Linked DNA regions of Pan troglodytes: region 1 is linked to region 2. Evidence: chromatin contacts called from public HiChIP or PLAC-seq data. All regions are on one chromosome and are shown on one strand. Each heading gives the region's core, a stretch centred on a gene start, on an enhancer-like site or on the middle of the called end of the contact. The rest is flanking DNA. Distances are from core to core; before and after follow the strand shown.

Region 1 (5,302 bases), core at 562-3,061, 210 kb before region 2:
CTACCCGTGGAGCCTCAGGGGATGTCTGCATGTGGACCTGACTTCTAGATCCCAGCTCTTGCCTGACAAGTGCCTTGTGGGACCACAGCTCTGGGCCCATCCCAGCCATAGAAGGAAGAAACCCCAGGTGGGCCCCAGGGCTGCCTGCCCTCCCTCCCCCCAGAGACCCCTGACCCTCCCAGGAGCCCCAGGGCTGCCTGCCCTCCCTCCCCCCAGCGACCCCTGACTCTCCCAGGAGCAGATGCTCAGGGGAGGCTTGGCCCCAGTGACCACATTAATGAGCCCTCAGCCCCTCCCATCAGGCCAAGGCAGCTGTCAGAGGCTGCTCCGGGAGTCCTGGTTTGATTTGAGGCCACTGTCCCCCAGGCCTCCCCTCCCCCAGGCTCTCCTTGGCAGGCACAGCTGTCTCCTTGGGTGATTAGAGTCTCCCCACTACTGGGCCTCCCACCCTCAGAGGCGCCTCCACCCGGAGCCAAAGTTGCAATTTACATGTCAGCCACGTGGCTGGCCCTGTTGTAATTAGCTTTTTGTTCCTGCCTGGTTTCCATGGCAACAGCCTCCGGAGGCAGCCTTTCTCTGGCCCCTTCCCCTCCAGGACCGTCTCCTGCACCCCCTCCTTCCCAGAATCAGCGCTGCACCAGCCCTGAGCTGGGTCCCTGGCCTTGGTCCTGACAAAGCCAGCCTCCCCCCCATCCCCTGTTCCCCAACACTGTTCGGAGGGCAGATCCTTTGGCAAGCAGCGCCCCCAACCCGCCCCGCCCGAGCCCCAGGTTGGCTCCTGCAGAGGATGAGAACCAAGGGCCAGCCCAGCTCTCTCGCACCTGCTGTGTGACCTTGGGCCAGGGACAGCCTCCCAGGACCAGGGGACACGACGTCCCCTTAACGATTTAGGCAGGGGTCCCTGCACAGCTGCACCAACGCCCCTTCCTGCGTGGCCCCAACATCTGCGAGGTGGGCTAACAATGGAGGGAGGGGCGCGCCACGGTGCAGCCTCCACACCCCACAGCCCGGCTTTGTTCCCACATCCAATCCCCAGACTGGTAGACCCTGGGTGGGCGCGGTCAAGCCCCGCGGGGGTTGCCCAGGAGCGGCTGCGCCGATGGAGAGCCTGGTCCTGGACCAAGGTCATCTCGAGTCCAGGCCCAACCCCTCCAACAAAGGGACAGGGTGGAGCTAGGACGCCGAGGGGTGTCGGAGCAGGCTGGGGTAATCGGGGCGGCTCTAGCCTCTCGGGGGACGTTCGGCTCCTCCAGTGGGGGGTTCGGGCCGAGGAAATCACGGCTGTGAGGAGAACCCCCCACCCTACCCAAACCTGCCTACCCCACCCGTCTCACTCAAGGCTATGCCGCCGCCCCAAAAAAGAGGGCCACGCCCAGACAGGGCTCCCAGCTGCACCTGCGGAGGCCCGGTGGAGGGGGTGCAGGTGTGGAGGGGGCGCAGGTGTGGAGGGGGCTGAGGCTTCGCGACTGACGTGAGCTGCGCCTCGACAGCCCGAGGTCACCTGGGCAGGGGCAGAGAGGTGCAGGCGAGAGTCCCAGGGCGGGGGCCCCGCGTCCCGGCCGCCCGGCGCGGCGCTGGGCGCATCCCTTTGTTGCAGGTTCGCAGGGGCGGGGGCAGCTGGAGGTGCGGCCCGCGGGGCACGGCGCCTCCCTCCTCCCGCCCCGGGGCCCGGGACAGGCCGGGGCGCGCAGCCTCACCTTGGCCCCGATCTGGTTGCCGCACTGGCCGGCCTGGATGTGCACGATCTCCCTCATACTGGGCGCGTCTGGCGGGCGGCTGCGGACGGGCGCTGGCGGGCCGGGCTGGCTGCTGAGGGTCGGGGACCGCGGCCGCGCGCTCTTATAGCCGCGACCCCGCCCTTCGCATCGGCTGATGTCACCGCGGGTGGCCAATCGGGAGGCGCCGCCGCAGAACCCCGCCCGGCCCGCAGGCTCCGCACCGCGCGTCCCCGCCCGTCGCGCGCAATGCGGCGCCCCTCCCGCAGCCAAGGATCCCCCGACGCTGGGCCGGGCGCGGTCTGAGGGCCCCGCGCATTCGAAAGGAGGGGCTGTCTCCCAGAGGAGCTGGCTGTGGGGGCGCCGGGCTCCAGGGAGGACAATAGCCCCTCTTGGCCCTGGGAACCCCGCCCCCAGCTACCCTCTCGGTTCCGCCCTTGCGACAGCCCCACCCTGCGGCTTTGTACGGAGGGTCTTTTTTCCCCACGCCGGTTTAGAGACCAACCCGCACCATCCCAGCTCCCTGTCTTTTGGCAGACAAGGTGCTCTGAGCTTTTGCCGGTTTTGGGTGGGGGAGGTAGGTAAAGGCTGGCCCAGGCCCTGAACCCACTGAGAAGAAACAAAGCGTCGGATCAGAGCTCGGAAGGGCGCGAACACAGAGGGGTGGCGGCGGCCGAGAGCGAGCTCCGTGGGTCGCCGGCTTCCGCAGTGGGCGGGGAGGGGGTGGGCACCCGACCTCCTCCACCAAGGGGCTGCCATGAGAGTCCAAAGGAGCTTTGTGGGCCCGGGCGCGCACAGCACCTGGACGTGCCACTGCCCGGTGCGCATCCGTGTCAGGAATCGTCACAAGGATGCTCAAGCCAGGCAAGAAGCCGGCCAGGGTGGGGGAGGGTGGGCAGCGGCTTCTATCTGACTCACTGTCTGAGGTCGGAGACTGCGTGCAGGGGGGCCTCGGGGGAGCGACTGGAGATGCGTTTACTGGTCAGAGAAGGAAGGGAGCAAAGGACTCGCCGACACGGCACTGACCTCCTCCTGGGCCAGATATTACAGTGACACCACCTTAGAACACGGGCCTTCTGATACTTCAGTAACAAAAATCCTTCAGGAAGGGTCTGACAGTGCACGATGTACAGACGAACCCCACCCGGCCCCCAAATCAGCATTCACTTCACAAAATGAGCAGCTGCGAACTTGCCTGTGGACGCCTGTGTCCGGTCCGTGTGCACAGGGCTGTGTGTGGGTGGCGTGGACGTGTACCTGTCTCTTTTCTCTCAAGAAGCTCTCCAGTTTGGAAAGTCGAGAAATGGATCTTTTGTTCTCAAGAGATGCCCCTCCCTGCCCCACAGTGTGCTCGTGTGGCTGCGGCTGGGGTCTAGCTGCCTGGGGTTCCTCCCTGTCCCTGTTCAAGGGAGTCCGGGGTGAGTGTCTGAGGTGCCTCCCTGTCTCCACGAGGGAAGAAGTTTTGCAGCTTCAGGCCAGCCAGCTCCTGCTCCATCCTCAGAGGGGTCTGGTGCCAGGCTTAAGGCTGACTCACCGTCCAGTCTCCCAGCAGAGGCGGGCCCTGCCAGGAAGCAGCTCCCAGTCCTGAGGCCGGCAGTCAGGGCTGGAGCTGACGCAGGGGTGGGGCTGGCCAGGGGGCTGCTGACTGAGCCTGCGTAGGAGTTGGCTGATGGCCCTGCAGCCTCCATTGAGCCTGTCCCAGGAAGGGGGCTGACTGAGTGCTCAGTCTCTGCAGAGGAAATGGAGGTGGTCTCTTCAGTGAGACGCCCAGGTTTCAGCAGAGGGATGGCCCAGGGGCTCCACTGCTCCCCAGCACCAGGCAGCATAGTTCATCCCCAGGTACTCACTCCCAGGGACTTCTCCGCCGGCTGGGCCTCTGCCTCACTGCCATCTTCAGAGGCCTCACATCAAGCATTTCCCAGGACGGGCTGAACACAGACCCTCCACCCCCCACCCCTTCCCCCCTCCAGCCCCCACCCCTTCCCCACCTGCCTACTCCCAGAATGGCAGTGCTGGGCAGACAGCAGACCCAGCCCCCAGCCCACCTGCACTGAGCCCCCTTCCAGGCATCTCAGAGTGGACAGGGATGGTCCCATTCACGGCTCATCATGGCTGGAGGGACTCAGGGCCAGGGCCAGCAAAGGGATGTGTCCCGGCTGAGGTCACATGTGGTCACAGGGAAGGCTGGGAACCCGCCTCTTCTGCAGCTAGGACAGCATCAAGAGTGGAGGGGACTGGGGCCCTGCTGCACCTGCTCGTCCTTCCTCTAGGCTGGGGTTTGTCAGCACGGAGAGAAAACCGAGAAGCATGGTCAGCGCAAGCCTGGTTGGGACCTCCACACTCCCCAGGCATTTGGGGCCTCTGGGGCTGTGGCTTCCTCACCTGGGGAGGCAGCCACGTTTTCCGGGACTCCTTTCTTCCCTCTCGACTCTCACCCCTGCCCACCTTCCCCTCCCCCATCCCTCCACCCGCAAACTTCAAGCACTTTCTGGAAGGGGCTAAGGTGGGTGATGCTGAGTCACATTTATTACCAGACTTTCCTGGCCCCATGCTCACAGGCACTGGCCACTGAGTCAGGCATTTGCCAGGGCTGTCTGCTTGGGCGACTGCTGCAGGAAAGCAGGCTGAGGCCCCAGTGCCCAGTCTGAGCCTTAGAACCGGCCCTCAGGAGGGCTCAGCCCCACACCACTAGGGGGGCTCCTGCAAACCTGGTCCCTTGGCCTGAGGCAGGGATTTCACCTCCTTTTGCAAGAGCCGCTGCAGGGCTGTGGAAGAAGCTTTCTGGTCACAAAGCCCCTTCTCCTGGGGCTGCTGTGGGAGTAGCTCTTGGCACACACTTCCACCCAGAGACTTCACATCCCAGCTGACGAGGGCACGGTCCTGAGAGCTGGCAGCAAAGATGGGGGTGGGGTGGATGCTGCTCAGTCATTGGAGCAGATGGAGTGTCCCAGGAGTGGGCGGAAAATGTCTCTTTAGGAGCCTGAGGCCGGCCCCTGGTGCCCGGAGCCTGAGGCCCCACAACCTCCCCATGTCCTCCTCCGTTCCCCACGACTGCTGGTGAGAAGTCCTGCCTGGAGTTTTGCAGGGACCCCTCCCTGGACCCAGAAGGGTCCGCGCTTCAACACCTTCAGAGATCATTTAGTCCATCCTCTTTGACAAACGGGGACACACAGGAACCAGGCCACACAATATCACCACCTCCCTCTGCCCAGCACACTTAAAGCCGCCTGCACCGCGCTCACCAGGAGCACGTCAGCACCTCCTTGAGCGTCCTGCGGAGCTCCTGGCTGTGGAAGGCGTAGATGAGGGGGTCGATGATGGCATTGCAGATGATGAGGGCGAGAAAGAGGTTGAAGTTCTTGAAGATGCAGCCGCACGTGGGGTGCTCGGGGCAGAGGACGATGAGTGTGAGATGCAGGAAGAAGGGGCCCCAGCAGAGGAAGAAAATGCCCAGCAGGATGGTGAGGGTGACAGCGCCTTTAAGGCCAAAGCCCTGGTGGACCGGGCGCTGCCTCTTGTGGAGGCGGGCGATGCCCTGGGCGTGCTGGCAGGCCCGGGCCAGCATGTGGACGTACAGCACCGCCATG
Region 2 (5,180 bases), core at 254-2,753:
CGTCCCGGACTCCAGGTCCGAGGGCAGCGCCTGCATCGCCCTTCGCGCGGCTCCCGGACACAGCAAGCGGCTCGGGCGCGCAGCTCTCGGCGGGACAAGCCGCCCTGTGGGGGATGTGGCCGCTGGTCCAAGAAATCTTTCAAATTTCAAAGGCCTCTAAGGCCTCTCCAGCGAAGCAACTTCAAGAGTGAAACCTGGAACTGCACCCTCCTCCCAGCGACCGCGAGACCCGGGGCAGGCGCTGCGCCCTCCAGGAAACGCCGCGGTTTCCTGTCTGCCAATTGCAGGTGCCGCCTCCTTTCCTGCTCCCCGAGGGCACGAAACAGGGGAGGGCGATTCCCACGCGCGGGCACCCCAGGGCGACCTGCCCGCGGTGACAGCGCTCCTCACGCCGGGTCCCTTCTGGCCGAGCCCGCGGCCGGAGAGGCCGGGCCGGCGACGCCGGCGTCACGGAGCGCGAGGAAAACCGAGCCGGCCGCCCAGCGCCTATCCAGACGCAGCCCCGAGTCCGCTACGCCCTTGGCCGGGTGGAGGGGAGGCCGCGCCGGCTTCCGGGCGTCAGTGCAGCTCCTCCCACGCGCAACCCCTGCCGCGACCCCAGCCCGCCACGCCCGGGCCGCGGACCCACCTGCCTCGTCCGCGCCGTCCTCGCCCGCGTCCCCGCAGGACCCCACCGGGCCCCAGGCGCGCCGCGCCGTCGCCCCGTCCACCCTCGGCCCGCCGCTAAGGGAAGGGCGGCCCCGAGTCCGGCTGACGCCGCCGCCGCCGTCCGAGGCCCCGCACTGTCGGGACGCCCCAGGAGACAGGAAGCGGCCCAGCCGGTCCCGCTTCATGGCAGCGGAGGACGCCAGCAGAACCCCGCGGGTGCTGCCCGGCCCGAGGTTCCTAGAGGACCCGGCGTTAGGCTCCGCTCGGCGCGCTGGAAGCGAGGCGGGGCGGGGGAGGGGCGGAGCGAGAAGCAAAGCGAGGCGGGCGGGGCGGGCCAGGGGCCAGGGGCCAGGGGCGGGACCCCGCCGACCGAGGTTCCACCCGCGGTGCCAGCGCCCCCGCTTGTACCGCTGCCCTCTCCGGCCCGAGGGCGGCCGTGCCCGCCTCTGTCGCCAATGGAGCGCTGGCCTGGGGCGGGGCGGTGGGCGGAGAGGCTCGCCGAGACCTCACGACGAGTCCTCCAGGGAGAGGCGACGCGGCCCTCACCGCCTCTTACCGTGGGAGACGGAGGCGCGGGGCGGGCAGGCGCCGGCGGAGGCCACGCGGCGCGCAGGTGGCGGGCGGGCTGCAGAAAGGGGAGGGGGGCCGGGGTCTCACGTAGAGAGGGGCCTGGCTGCCGCGGTTAGACGCCCATGGCAACTCCGTGAGGGGCCCTTCTCGCCAGCCCCGTCTCACGACGGCGAAGAGGCCCGGCTCCGTCGCGACAACCCACCCGGACTCTGCCGCCCCCGCCACTAACACCCGTGGGGCCCGCAGTACGCGCGGAGGGGGCCCGTCGCCGGAAGTGCGGCCGCGTCCCTTCCGGCGGTCCGCTGCTCGGGCGGCTCCAGCACCAGCGCCGGCTGCGTTCCGGGCCTCCGGCCGCCCGTCCAGCCCCTCGGCTACCGCCGCCGCCTCCCCCGCTCGGCGCCATGGCCGCTGCGGCCGGGGACGGCACGGTGAAGCCGCTGCAGAGCGCCATGAAGCTTGCCAACGGGGCCATCGAGCTGGACACCGGCAACCGGCCCCGGGTGAGGCGGGGCGGGGGCGGGGCTTGGCCGCTAAGGGTGGCCCCTGGAGGGACCCCCGCCCGGGGAGGGCGAGGACGGGGCCGGCTCGGGCTGGAGACTTGGGAGCGGGCGCCAACCGGGATCCCGGACCGCGGTTCCCGGGCGAGGACGGGGGCGGGGCGCAGCCGGGCGTGCAGTGACCTTGGACAGCTCAGATCCTGCGGGCCTTGGCTTTCCAGTCCGCTCGCTGAGCCGGTGCATCAGAGCCTGGGCTCCACCTGTAGAGGAGATGTAGCAGGAGGGTCCGCCAGGCCACCTTCCAAAATCCGAGTGACGAGCAGGTCCATGCGTTCGTGCATTTTTCTGGGCAGAGATGGTAGATTTAATCCGGTTGCCACAGGGGACGGCATGCAGAGAAGGCCACATACCTGCTCATTTGTGATGCTGTTTGCAGTCGTCTCAGGAAGGAAAAGCAGGCCGGAGGGGTGTGGCCCGTTCCTGAGATGGGGCCGAATCTAAGGTTGGCGACCAGGTAGAGAAGCCGGCCCAGCCACACCCGGCTGCCCAAGGAGGGAAGGAGCCTGCCTGTGCCTAGGAGAAGCCTCGTTCCTGAATCTGCTGCTTTCCCCAAGTTGGTTTTTAGGGCAGCAGGTGCCCCCGCAAGTCAGAAATCCTGCCTGGATTATATTTCGTCTTTCTCTCTGAGGCATAGACTTAAAGATAGGAAACTTAACAGCTAGGGATAAAACAAAAAAACATAGCATATTGCTGGGCGCTGTGGTTCACGCCTGTAATCCTGACACTTTGGGAGGCCCAGGCGGTGGATCACCTGAGGTGAGGAGTTTGAGACCAGCCTGGCCAACGTGGTGAAACCCCGTCTCTACTAAAAATACAAAAATTAGCTGGGTGTGGCGGTGCACACCTGTAATCCTAGCTACTTGGGAGGCTGAGGTACGAGAATCACTTGAACCCAGGAGGCGGAGGTTGCACTGACTCGAGATCCTGCCACTGCACTCCAGCCTGGGCGACAGAGTGAGACTCTGTCTCAACAAAACAAAACAAACCACCGTACTGTGGTTCCAATGACCTGTACCTTGTCAGAGGGGTCACACAGCCTTGAAAGGTAACAGTTCTAGGCTCCTGTGTGCACTGGAAATACGTAACTCGCAGGTTCTGGGAAAGGGATTTCTCGGAACTGAAGCCGGGAAGTGATTTGAAAACTTCCAGTATCACTCTCTTTATCCTCTCAGAAAAGTATTTTTTTAAGCCACTGAATGAATCACCCTTGAGTTGCACAAGAAGGAAACATTGCATAGAATGAAAAATGACAGCAAACTGCTGAGGTCACTTCCCCAGGCCCACTGAATGAGAATATCAGTTCCTGTGCTGGAGAGAAAGGCAGTCAGAGGAGAAAATGAGGTCCAGCTCGTCCCTGGCTCTCTCTCTCTCTCAGATCCTGATGTCTTTTCCAAGTCTGGAGAGCAGCGATGCTGCCTGTGCCCCGCGCAGAAAACCGTGTTCCGGCTGCAGCTAACCACCGCAGGCTCAATGTCTCTGGGTGTATCTCAGAGATAAGCAGGTGGTGGTGTTCCTTGCTTATCCCAGAAGGGCACCTGGCCGGAATAATGGAGTCACTTCCCTCCACTGGCCTGACCCCACTCTTTCTCTTTCCTGGACACAGGAGGCATACACGGAATACCTGAGGAGCATCCACTATATCTCCCAGGTGTTACTGGAAGAAGTGGAAACCACTAAAGGTACGGCTCAGCCAGCCGGGCGCGGTGGCTCACGCCTGTAATCCCAGCACTGTGGGAGGCAGAGGCGGGCTATCACCTGAGGTCAGGAGATCGAAACCATCCTGGCTAACATGGTGAAACCCCGTCTCTACTAAAAATCTAAAAAATCAGCTGGGCCTGGTGGCGGGTGTCTGTAGTCCCAGCTACTCGGGAGGCTGAGGCAGGAGAATTGCTTGAACCCGGGAGCGGAGGTTGCAGTGAGCCGAGATCACCCCATTGTACTCCAGCCTGGAACAAGAGCGAAACTCCGTCTCAAAAAAAAAAAAAAAAAAGAAAAGAAAAGAAAAGAAAAAGAAAAAGGCATGGCTGAGCCCTGCTGCTTCCTCCATGCTGGACAAATTGTGGGCATCCTAGCCCTTGATGGGTGCCAGGCTTCGGCGGGGGTCTCTTGTATCCTTCCAGCCTGACCATTTGTAGCAGGTGGACCAGCCCACACTCAGTGTGATATAGTGGCAGGAAGGGACCAGCGTTGTGGATAAGAAGATGGAGACTGGGGTGTGGCAAGACACTGGCTCCAGTGAGCGGCACAGACGTGGGGCAGCATTCCAGCTGTGGGGTGTGCAAAGGCCCTGAAATAGGAGTGGGCGGGGTGGGGCTGTGTGCATGCCTTGGGTGGAACTGGGGCCATTCTGGTGTGCAGGGAAACTTGAAGAGACTTTGAGCTTTGAGGGAGAGGACAGCCTGGGAGTGGAGCCTCAGGTGAGGACTGAGGATGGCAGTGGCCAGACCACCCAGGATGGGAGCAGTAAACGGCCTCGGGGTGCGTCCTGAAGGTGGAACAGAGCAGACTTGCAGGAGGCAGATGGGGCAGGAGCAAACTGGCAAGGAGAGGAATAGCAAGTTCCGCAATGAACACATTAAGTTTGAGAGGCCAGCAGCCGCTGCACATAGGATCACAGAGGTCAGGGGGAGCCACTGGACATAGAGCACAGAGGTCAGGGGGAGCCACTGGACGTGGGAGCACGGAGGTCGGGGGAGCCCCCGGACGTGGGAGCACGGAGGTCGGGGGAGCCCCCGGACGTGGGAGCACGGAGGTCGGGGGTGGGAGCACGGAGGTCGGGGGAGCCCCCGGACGTGGGAGCACGGAGGTCGGGGGAGCCCCCGGACGTGGGAGCACGGAGGTCGGGGGAGCCCCCGGACGTGGGAGCACGGAGGTCGGGGGAGCCCCCGGACGTGGGAGCACGGAGGTCGGGGGAGCCCCCGGACGTGGGAGCACGGAGGTCGGGGGAGCCCCCGGACGTGGGAGCACGGAGGTCGGGGGAGCCCCCGGACGTGGGAGCACGGAGGTCGGGGGAGCCCCCGGACGTGGGAGCACGGAGGTCGGGGGAGCCCCCGGACGTGGGAGCACGGAGGTCGGGGGAGCCCCCGGACGTGGGAGCACGGAGGTCGGGGGAGCCCCCGGACGTGGGAGCACGGAGGTCGGGGGAGCCCCCGGACGTGGGAGCACGGAGGTCGGGGGAGCCCCCGGACGTGGGAGCACGGAGGTCGGGGGAGCCCCCGGACGTGGGAGCACGGAGGTCGGGGGAGCCCCCGGACGTGGGAGCACGGAGGTCGGGGGAGCCCCCGGACGTGGGAGCACGGAGGTCGGGGGAGCCCCCGGACGTGGGAGCACGGAGGTCGGGGGAGCCCCCGGACGTGGGAGCACGGAGGTCGGGGGAGCCCCCGGACGTGGGAGCACGGAGGTCGG

What was found. HiChIP or PLAC-seq counts read pairs in DNA pulled down with a chosen protein or histone mark.
Region 1: a contact with region 2 is called in an H3K4me3 HiChIP or PLAC-seq map of stem cell-derived excitatory neurons, with 2.3 times the contacts expected there. The contact joins the promoter of TUBB3 here to the promoter of VPS9D1 in region 2. A contact is called at or near these places in 1 of 7 Hi-C or Micro-C datasets (stem cell-derived neural progenitor cells) and 1 of 1 datasets of contacts at active chromatin or transcription factors (stem cell-derived excitatory neurons).

The regions. Positions count from the first base shown.
Region 1 is chr18:88,140,959-88,146,260 of NHGRI_mPanTro3-v2.0_pri, reverse strand. TUBB3 (tubulin beta 3 class III) reads right to left here and starts at 1,811. Exons shown (of 4, transcript NM_001279958.1): 1 at 1,698-1,811. The coding sequence starts at 1,754. MC1R (melanocortin 1 receptor) reads right to left here. Exons shown (of 1, transcript NM_001009152.1): 1 at 4,954-5,302. The coding sequence ends at 4,954.
Region 2 is chr18:87,929,378-87,934,557 of NHGRI_mPanTro3-v2.0_pri, reverse strand. VPS9D1 (VPS9 domain containing 1) reads left to right here and starts at 1,503. Exons shown (of 15, transcript XM_016930437.4): 1 at 1,503-1,718; 2 at 3,379-3,454. The coding sequence starts at 1,620. ZNF276 (zinc finger protein 276) reads right to left here and starts at 2,249. Exons shown (of 11, transcript XM_009431457.4): 1 at 1,899-2,249. The coding sequence starts at 2,123.